Regions from separate parts of the Mus musculus genome. Here region 1 is linked to region 2. A link is a contact called in public Hi-C data. All regions are on one chromosome and are shown on one strand. The core of a region is the stretch at or near the end of the contact, and the rest is flanking DNA. Distances in the headings are between cores, read along the strand shown.

What was found. Hi-C and Micro-C count contacts between places; a contact is called where the count stands out from the background.
Region 1: a Hi-C map of trophoblast stem cells shows a contact between it and region 2, with 5 times the contacts expected there. The contact joins two enhancer-like sites. A contact is called at or near these places in 1 of 39 promoter capture datasets (embryonic stem cells), 4 of 15 datasets of contacts at CTCF or cohesin (embryonic stem cells and pro-B cells), 62 of 484 Hi-C or Micro-C datasets (8-cell embryo, the C2C12 cell line, Sertoli cells and 14 more), 13 of 115 datasets of contacts at active chromatin or transcription factors (differentiating embryonic stem cells, embryonic stem cells and stem cell-derived neural progenitor cells) and 2 of 9 other capture datasets (embryonic stem cells and pancreatic islet).

Annotation. Positions count from the first base shown.
Region 1 is chr7:34,747,657-34,751,922 of GRCm38.p6, reverse strand. It overlaps Chst8 (carbohydrate sulfotransferase 8), which reads left to right. Exons shown (of 4, transcript NM_175140.4): 2 at 3,646-3,861. The coding sequence starts at 3,732. Among named protein-coding and RNA genes, the nearest start is that of Gm38987, 63 kb to the left of the region's middle. Within about 2 kb of position 1,987, at least 11 of the 459 cell types and tissues checked have an H3K27ac peak or open chromatin away from gene starts, as enhancers often do. A contact at or near this core is called in trophoblast stem cells, where this site is marked.
Region 2 is chr7:34,667,189-34,671,043 of GRCm38.p6, reverse strand. No RefSeq gene overlaps it. Among named protein-coding and RNA genes, the nearest start is that of Gm12781, 9.2 kb to the right of the region's middle. Within about 2 kb of position 1,488, at least 13 of the 459 cell types and tissues checked have an H3K27ac peak or open chromatin away from gene starts, as enhancers often do. A contact at or near this core is called in trophoblast stem cells, where this site is marked.

The DNA of each region.
Region 1 (4,266 bases), core at 738-3,237, 80 kb before region 2:
ACAAGCAAGGTGATGATCACACGGTTTAAGTCCCTTCCTTTATCCATCAAATAGCACTGAAGGGTGACACCATGGGACATTGTTAGCCTTCTTCCCAAGGCATTTCTGTGCTGGGAGTGGCTTATCCTTTCTTCCCTCCCTCATCTCTTCCTCTATATTAGTTGGTTTGCTGTTGTTACTTGACAGAATACCTGACAAGGTAAAGAAGAATGATCTGGTTTGGTTCTTGGTTTCAGAGGGTTCAATCCATAGCGGCTTGGTCCTATGCTCTCGGACAGAGCATCACAGGAGTGAGAGGAGGTAGTGAAGGAGAATCTTGATCTTGTGACAAACAGGAAGGGGAGAGCAAGAAAGAAAGGTAGGGGAGAGGAGGAGGTAACAGCCAGGGACAAGATAGTCCTAAGGGCCCACCCCAGTTACCTACGTCCTCCAGCTAGGTTCCTTCTTCTTCTAACTTTTCCACTACCTGGGAACCAAGCCCTTAAGACACGGGCCTTGGGGCCCCAACCTCTGTAGGAAGTAGCCTCATGCCAGAGGCTGCAGAGTTTTAGCCAGATTGGCCTCAGGTGACTGGCTCAGGAGGCAGACATGGCTTGGCCATTGACGGTGTGGGTGAGGGCATGTATGTTTTCACCTGCTCCAGTCTACAGGTAGGGTGAGCGTGTCAGTATGCCTAGAAAGGGCTCAAGCATCATCCCCTGCTTTCTCTCTGAAAGCCTGTTCTCTGCCACGTCACTGCCAAATGTTTCTTTTACCTATCCGGACTCCTTCCTGAGACTGTTAGAGTGTCCTAAAGGGCTGTATCAGCTGCTGTGTGTGGGGGGGTGGGGGTGGGGGTGGGGGTGGGGGGGGGATAGTGCCTGAGGCTATGAGGACAGGGTCACAAGCAGTTTCTAAGGGTGACAGAGAATAGCTCCGCCCCTTCTGGTCCCTTACATTCCATTCCCTCAGCATCCAGAGACAGACTGATGGACCTCACAGGGCAGGTAGTGCTGGGGGAAACAGCACCAGGCATGCTCTGAGCATCTGTCTACGTGGAAACTGACCTGTCGGAAGTCCTGACATCTACATGATGCATCTTGGCTTCGTGAGATACACCATTTATCCCCAGAGCTGAGACTCTGTGGTTCTCAGTCTGGGCACACTATGAGCAAGATAGAATTCCCTACTCCACACCTCATTGATTGGCAGGCAGCAACAGTCTTTTCTTAAGGCAAGCCCGTTGCACAGAGGTCGTGGCTTGCTCAAAAACCCCAGAGCCAGCTCTACTGATAAACTGAGCCCCCCACACTGCTGCTCCCCAAACACAAAAGCTGGGAGGTCGTGGGAACCACCTGCTCCGCACAGTCCAGGGAGCCCAGCACCAGGCGCACAGAGGCCTGCGGCAGGTTAATTAAAGTTAACTGAGTGAAAAAATAATTACAGAGACTGCAGAGGGGAGAAACCCAAGCTGGAATTTATACTTCTCAGCTCCTAAGCTTTGCCGAGAATCAGACTAGTCCTTGGGAATTTTTTTTTTCTGGGCAAGAAAAGGGCAGGGAAGGACTTTACACATTTCCCTTCCTGCTTAAGAGTCAGGGGTGGGGTGGGGAGGGTCTCCTGGGCCCTGTGGCCTTGGGTGGCATCAGCTTCCTTTGGCACTGCTCTGTGCTGGGGTGGGCAAGATCCTTGTAAATTCTTTCAGTGGAAATAAAAAGTATCTTTTGGCTTATGGACAGGCCTTTAAGGATCAACCCCTACCCCACCCCCAGCCCTGCTTAAGCCTTGTTTACTGCTTCTGGTCTAGCCAGTGTGTAAGACCAGCATCCTGCTGTACACTGGTGAACCTGTAGGGAAGGTCTACCACACCTTCACCACAATACTGGATTGAACCCTCCAACAAAAAGAGATGAAATAAAAGTTAGTCCCTGTGCACTCTCCTATTCGTTACTTTTTATGTATGCGGATGTTTCCCAGGGCATGCAGTACCCACCAAGGCCAGAAGAGGGCAATGGATCCCTTGGAGCCAGAAAGCTGAGCCCTGCCACGTGGGTGCTGGGAATCAAAGTCAGAGGCTCTGGAGGAGCAGCCAGTGCTCTTAACTTCTGAGCCATCTCTCCAGCCCAGGCTCTTCTCTCCTAAGGTTGCTTCTGTCCCACTGCTGTGATAAAACCTTCTGTTTTATCACAGCAGTGGGACAGTAATAAACCCTCTGAGACCATCTGTCTGGATACCTGGTGGAATTTGAGTCCGAGCAATGCTGTGGATGTAGGTAGAACATTGTGAGCATCAGGGATCTGCCTGTGTAGATCTGCAACAGATGTCTGGGAGACTTCCTCTGTCCTCTCACCTTTACTTGGCCCATACAGGCCTGGGTGAGGCCCCACAACCTCCCAAAATACCGCCAACAACGGGAGACCAGGTGTTCAAAGACAGGAATCTATGGGGGGCATTTCAGACTCGAAAGTGAGGTGTGCCTGTCTGTTTTTTAAAAAGAGAGAGAGAGGGAGAGGGAGAGGGAGAGGGAGAGGGAGAGGGAGAGGGAGAGGGAGAGGGAGAGTTGCCAGGCAGAGGTGGCGCATGCCTCTAATTCCAGCACTCAGGAGGCAGAGGCAGGTAGATCTCTGTGAGTTCGAGGTAAGCTTGATCTACAGAGTGAGTTCTAGGAAAGCCAAAGCTACACAGAGAAACCCTGTCTCAAATCACCCCCCCCCAAAAAAAAAAAAACCAAGTAAGTTGTATTATTTTATGCGTATGAATGTTTGGCTTTCATGTATGTCTCTTCATCATGTACATGCAGTGCTTGTAGATACCAGAAGAGGGCGTCATAACCCCTGGAACAGATGTCTGTGAGCTGACATGTGGATGCTGGGAACTAAACCTAGGTCCTCTAGAGCAAAAAGCAGCTCAGCGTTCCTAACCACTGAGCCATCTCTCCAGCCCTGGGGTGTTGCCTATCTTGATCCATAATTTGGTCTGATTCACTTGTACTTAGAGCGTGGAGGGCATTTCTTCTGTCCTTGTGGTAGAACCAAGGTGACAGACAACTCGTGTGCATGCATGGAGTCTTTCAGAGGCCAGAAGAGCAAACAGGGATAGAGAGGGATGTGAGCAGCCTGTGGAGGGAGCATGGTGTTGACTGGGAGGCTCACAGAGCTGGGCAGGACAGGGGTGCGGTTACTGATTACAACCTGTGACAGTCAAGGCTCATAGCTTCCCCCAACAGTGAGCTAGTGTGCCTCTCTGTGGCTTTATGGCAGGTGCAGACAGGAAACCCTTGTGGGGAGAGCAGGGAGCAACAGAACCCCCTTCAGCCTCTGGGGGCTTCAGAAGGCCAAAGTGGACAGGCATGGTGGTGAATGGCTGTAATTGCAACACTCGGGTAGTTGGAGTGGGAGGGTCGTGAGTTTGGGACCCCTCTGGACTGTATAATGAGTCCCAGTCCAAAGGGAGGAAGGGGGAGAGAGAGAGAGACAGACAGACAGACAGAAAGACACACACACACACACACACACAGAGAGAGAGAGAGAGAGAGAGAGAGAGAGAGAGAGAGAGATCTCCAGATGGGTTAGAGGAATCCAGAAGGTAAGTCAATGTCACGTGACAGGGAGCTTAGTTCACTGATATCCTGCAACTGAAACCCGCTTCTTCCATTCTGTCTTGTAGACCCCAGCCTGATGGATGTCTGGTGTGGATAATGAGGGAAGAACGTGCCTTTTACACCCAAGAGGTGACCCCGGAGCGTGCCCCGGATGACCCCACGACTCGGAACGATGCGGCTAGCCTGCATGTTCTCGTCCATCCTGCTGTTTGGAGCTGCGGGCCTGCTCCTCTTCATCAGCCTCCAGGACCCTATAGAGCTCAGCCCCCAGCAAGTTCCAGGTGAGCCCCGAGGTTGCTACTTAACACTGCGGGTCGCATGCTGACCTTCCTGATGGCCCTGGTGTGCCGGGGCTGGGTGACGGTAACCCTTGTAAACAGAGAAAGGGCCCTGGCTTCCTCCTAGCAGGCGTCGGTGTCAGTGTGGGGGCGTCAGGCCACCAGTTTCAAGGCCGTGGTTCTGGATTCCATAGCAATTGAGCAGCCCCTGGTGTGGGCGATGGAGAGGCTGCCCATCTGGTCAGCCAGTTTGTTGTCTTCAGTGAATCTCAGACTTAGGAAATTCTGCCAACTCTCGGGGCATCTTCCACATTGTTCTGAATACCAGTGGATAACGTCTTTCTTTTTTTTTTTTTTAATGTCACTGGGAATTGAACCCAGGGTCTTACCCCTTGATCATTCTTCATT
Region 2 (3,855 bases), core at 239-2,738:
AGTGTTCTGAGTCCAGCAGCCTCTCACCTGCCTGTGCATCCCCTGGAGGGCAGAGCTCAGCACCACCCCTATGCTGGCTTCCCAGTTTACACCTCCACCCCTGACCTCTAGCAGCTCTCCCCCCACCCTGCCTTGTCCAGCCACCTGCCCCACATCTGTATCAGCACATCCAGAAGGTGCCTCAGATCACCTACCCTACCTGAGCCTCATCTCTTCCAAGTCCTGCACCCCCCTCCCAGGACTCCCACCTCAGCCCACCACCCCTGCACTCTGTCTTACTTCTTGAAAGTATCTCGAATCCACCCCCTTTCTCCCTACTGTCTTTTCTTCTTTACTTCCTTCTTTCTGTTTTCTAAGGCAGTGTCTAGCTACCATAGCCTCTGCTGGCCTTGAATAGACTCTGTAGCCCAGGCTGGCCTGGCTCACAATCCCCCTGCCTCCACCCTGTAGTATTGGAATCAGAATCATGTACCATCAGAGGCTGCCCATGTCTTTTCCCTATTTGGAGCTGTCACGTTTTGTTTGTTTGTTTGTTTGGGTTTTGTTTTGCTTTGTTTTTCAAAACAGGGTTTCTCTGTGTAGCCCTGGCTGTCCTGGAAGTCACTTTGCAGACCAGGCTGTCCTCAAACTTACATAGATCAGCCTGCCTCTGCCTCCTGAGCACTGGGATCCCACCACCATGCCTAGCTGGAGATGTCATTTAAACCCATACCATTGTCCTCTCTGGCCTTGGCTCTTGAAGTAATAAGAAGTAAGAATAACCAGGTACAGTGGTGCACATGCGAGATCTAGCTTTGCAAGAGACCCAGGCAAGAGAAATGCTCTGCGTACAAGGCCAACCTGGGCTACATACTGAGTTATAGATCAGCCTGGGCAACAGAGTGAGGCGCTGTCTAAGAAAATAATAGCAATGGGGCTTGCAGAATGGCTCAGCCGGTAAAATGGCTTACCTCTAAGTCAATCTAAGACGATCTAAGTTCCATACCCAGGACCCACATGGTAGGAGAGAAAACTGACTCTTGCTGACCCACATTTGAGTGACGGCATGCAGACACACACACAATCAGAATAAACAGATAAACACAATATTTTTTTTAAAAAATGCAGATATAGGTCATGCCTTGGAATGCTGCCTTCCCAGGCTTGCCAGTGAGGGCAGGGAGTGTGGATTCCTCTTAAAGCCTTTGTCAATATGCTTGAGGCCTTAGGCTCAAGCCCCAGCACACATACACGAAAATCATGGTATTTACAGGCTGATCCCAAACTGCTCTGCATATTTCATGAATATATTATTTTATTTACTTGCCATTACCACCCTGTAAGATAGATACGGAGCAGTTATATCCTCCCGGGATCTCCCGACAAGGACCTTGAGACACAGAAGGGGTTGAACAATTTACCCTGAGGCCACGTAGCTCTGAAAAGACTGTCTCCCTTCCAGCGCCCGGCAGTTAGGTCTGGTGTCCAGTCCTTAACCATTAGAATGCTCTGCTGCTCTGTGGGGGGTGGTTTGTGAGAGCAAGTTAGGAATCCAGTGACCTCAGGAGCAAGGACAAGACAAGCTTTGCAGGAAACTGAGATTCCAGACGCCTTTAAGTGGCTGCCTGAGGTTCTGATAAACAGGTGTCCTGCTGCTGGAAAGTAGCAGGGGGAAGTCGGAGCTTGTCCCCTCCCCCAGCAAGCGTGACAGCAAAGATGGGAACAGATCCCGAGTGGGCTTAGTGCCCTCCAGAGGCCAAGATGATGATGAATGATGGGTGGAGAGTTCAAAGCCATCCTTGGCTACCCAGCAAGCTCCAAGCCAGCTTGGGCTATGTGAGAGACCCAGTCTGGAAAAGTAAAAGTTAAAGGGGCGGGGGTAAGAGAGGTAACAGCCAGAGAAACAGGAAGAGGAGGGGGAGGAGGGGGGAGGGGGAGGTGGAGGAGAAGGGGAGGAGGGGGAGGGGGAGAAGAGGGGAGGGAGAGGAGGGGGAGGGAGAGGAGGGGAAGGGAGAGGAGGGGGAGGAGGGGGAGGGAGAGGAGGGGGGAGGGAGGAGTGGGAGGAGGGGGAGGAGAGATTAATCTGAGCCAGCCTGGTCCAAGAGGGAGGGCTGAGAAGTAGGGTGGTCTGAAAGATGAGAATCTGGAACCTTCTCTTGGAGTGACAGGGAAGAGGGTGGGCAGAAATGACCACAGTTCAGGGGCAGTGAGAAGGTTCCCATCCCATAAGCATTTCCTCTGGGGTGTCACACACAATGCCACCAGATCCTGCCTGGTGCCTGCCCATCTCTGTACCAGCCTGCAGCTCTCTGTCATCCATGGCTTAAGGTTGCCCATGAGTCTACATGACTATACAAGCATTTGGTCAGCCTAGCAGCCTCACTGGGGACAGTTGCCAAGGTTACAAGCTAAGACTTCTCTTTGGGGTACAGATGCCCAGAACAGGGGTACAGGGGATGGAGTGAATCTGTCTAGCATTTGGAATAGAGCCCCACCAGCTCTCAGAGATGTGGGTGGGTGGCAGTCCCACGGCCCCAGAGAGCTGCAAGTCCTAACACTGTGGGAAGGAACAGGGCGGTCAAATCCAGGCTAAGAGCAGAAGCTGTGAGATCAGAAATACTCTCAAAAACCCAGGCCCAGATTTTTACTTTGCCTTTTATTTATTTCTTCTTAAACCCTGTTTCTCTCCCCGAGGCATCTAATCTATTATTTAACATTGGATTGTACGATTGAAACTCCCAGGCAAATTGAAAATTATTTGTGTTGGAGGTTTCAGGCATGATGCTGAGACTACCATTTCTGGGGGACTCTGAGATCCAAGCAAAGGCAGAAACCCCCGGCATGCGGCTCTGATCCAGGAAGGGGTCGGGCAGGCCGAGCAGGGTGGCGGGCAGATCCAAGGGCCTCGGGCACCTGGGGCCGGTTGACTCAAGCCTAGCACACCCAGAGCTCCACACATCTCAGGGCCATTAATCTCCATGCGGCATTTCACTCGGGAAATTCTGCCGAAGCCTCCCACCGGTCAAAGTCCTCAAGAGGCCAAGCAGGTGTGATCAGTCACCTGGCCCTGCGCCCACCCTGGGGGAAAGGCCTCAGTCACGGGAGAATTAATGACTCAAGGACAGGGCTCACCATCATTTTTCAGAGGTTAGTGCTCTGCGATTTGGCAGCGGGAGGGCGGGTGGGGGGGGCGGGGGGGGGCGGCCAGCCTCAGGGAGTCAGGTGACTGAGGGGCAGAGCTTGGGGTGGCCCCGGGTGGGCGATGATTAGGATTGTTGTACCCTAAATATGGACGAGTCTCATGACATCATAGCGCTGTGTTCGAAACCAAGGATCAAGAGGCTGGGCAGAGGGCTCAGTCAGTAAAGCTCTTGCTGCCTAAATTCAGATCCCCAGCACCCACGTGCAAAACTAGGCAGCAATGGATGGCTGTAATCCCAGCACCGGGAAGGTGGAGCGAGCCTAGAGCTGGCCAGGCAGCCTAACTGAGCCCCAGGTTCAGGGAGAGACTTTGTCTCAAAAAATAAACTGGATTGACTCTAGACATCAATCTCGGGGCTCCATAAAACACATACACTTATACCTGTACACACACACATGCGCGCGCACAAATTACCCTGTGTTAATGGGTTTGAAGCCCATGGAAGCAAGCCGTGGGCCCCCTCGCCTGGGCAATGGTACATGTATAGGGAAGGAGGAAGGCTGTGTGGGAGGGCTGACACCAGCTTCCCAGTAACTCTGTTAGATCCCAATAAGGAGACTGGATTCTGTGCTGCCTCTGGGAGACATTTAAGAGCTATGATCCAGTTCTTATACCTCTGAAGAATCAGAACCTGGCCTGGTATTCCAGGCCCAGCATGCAGCTGCCCTGGGAAT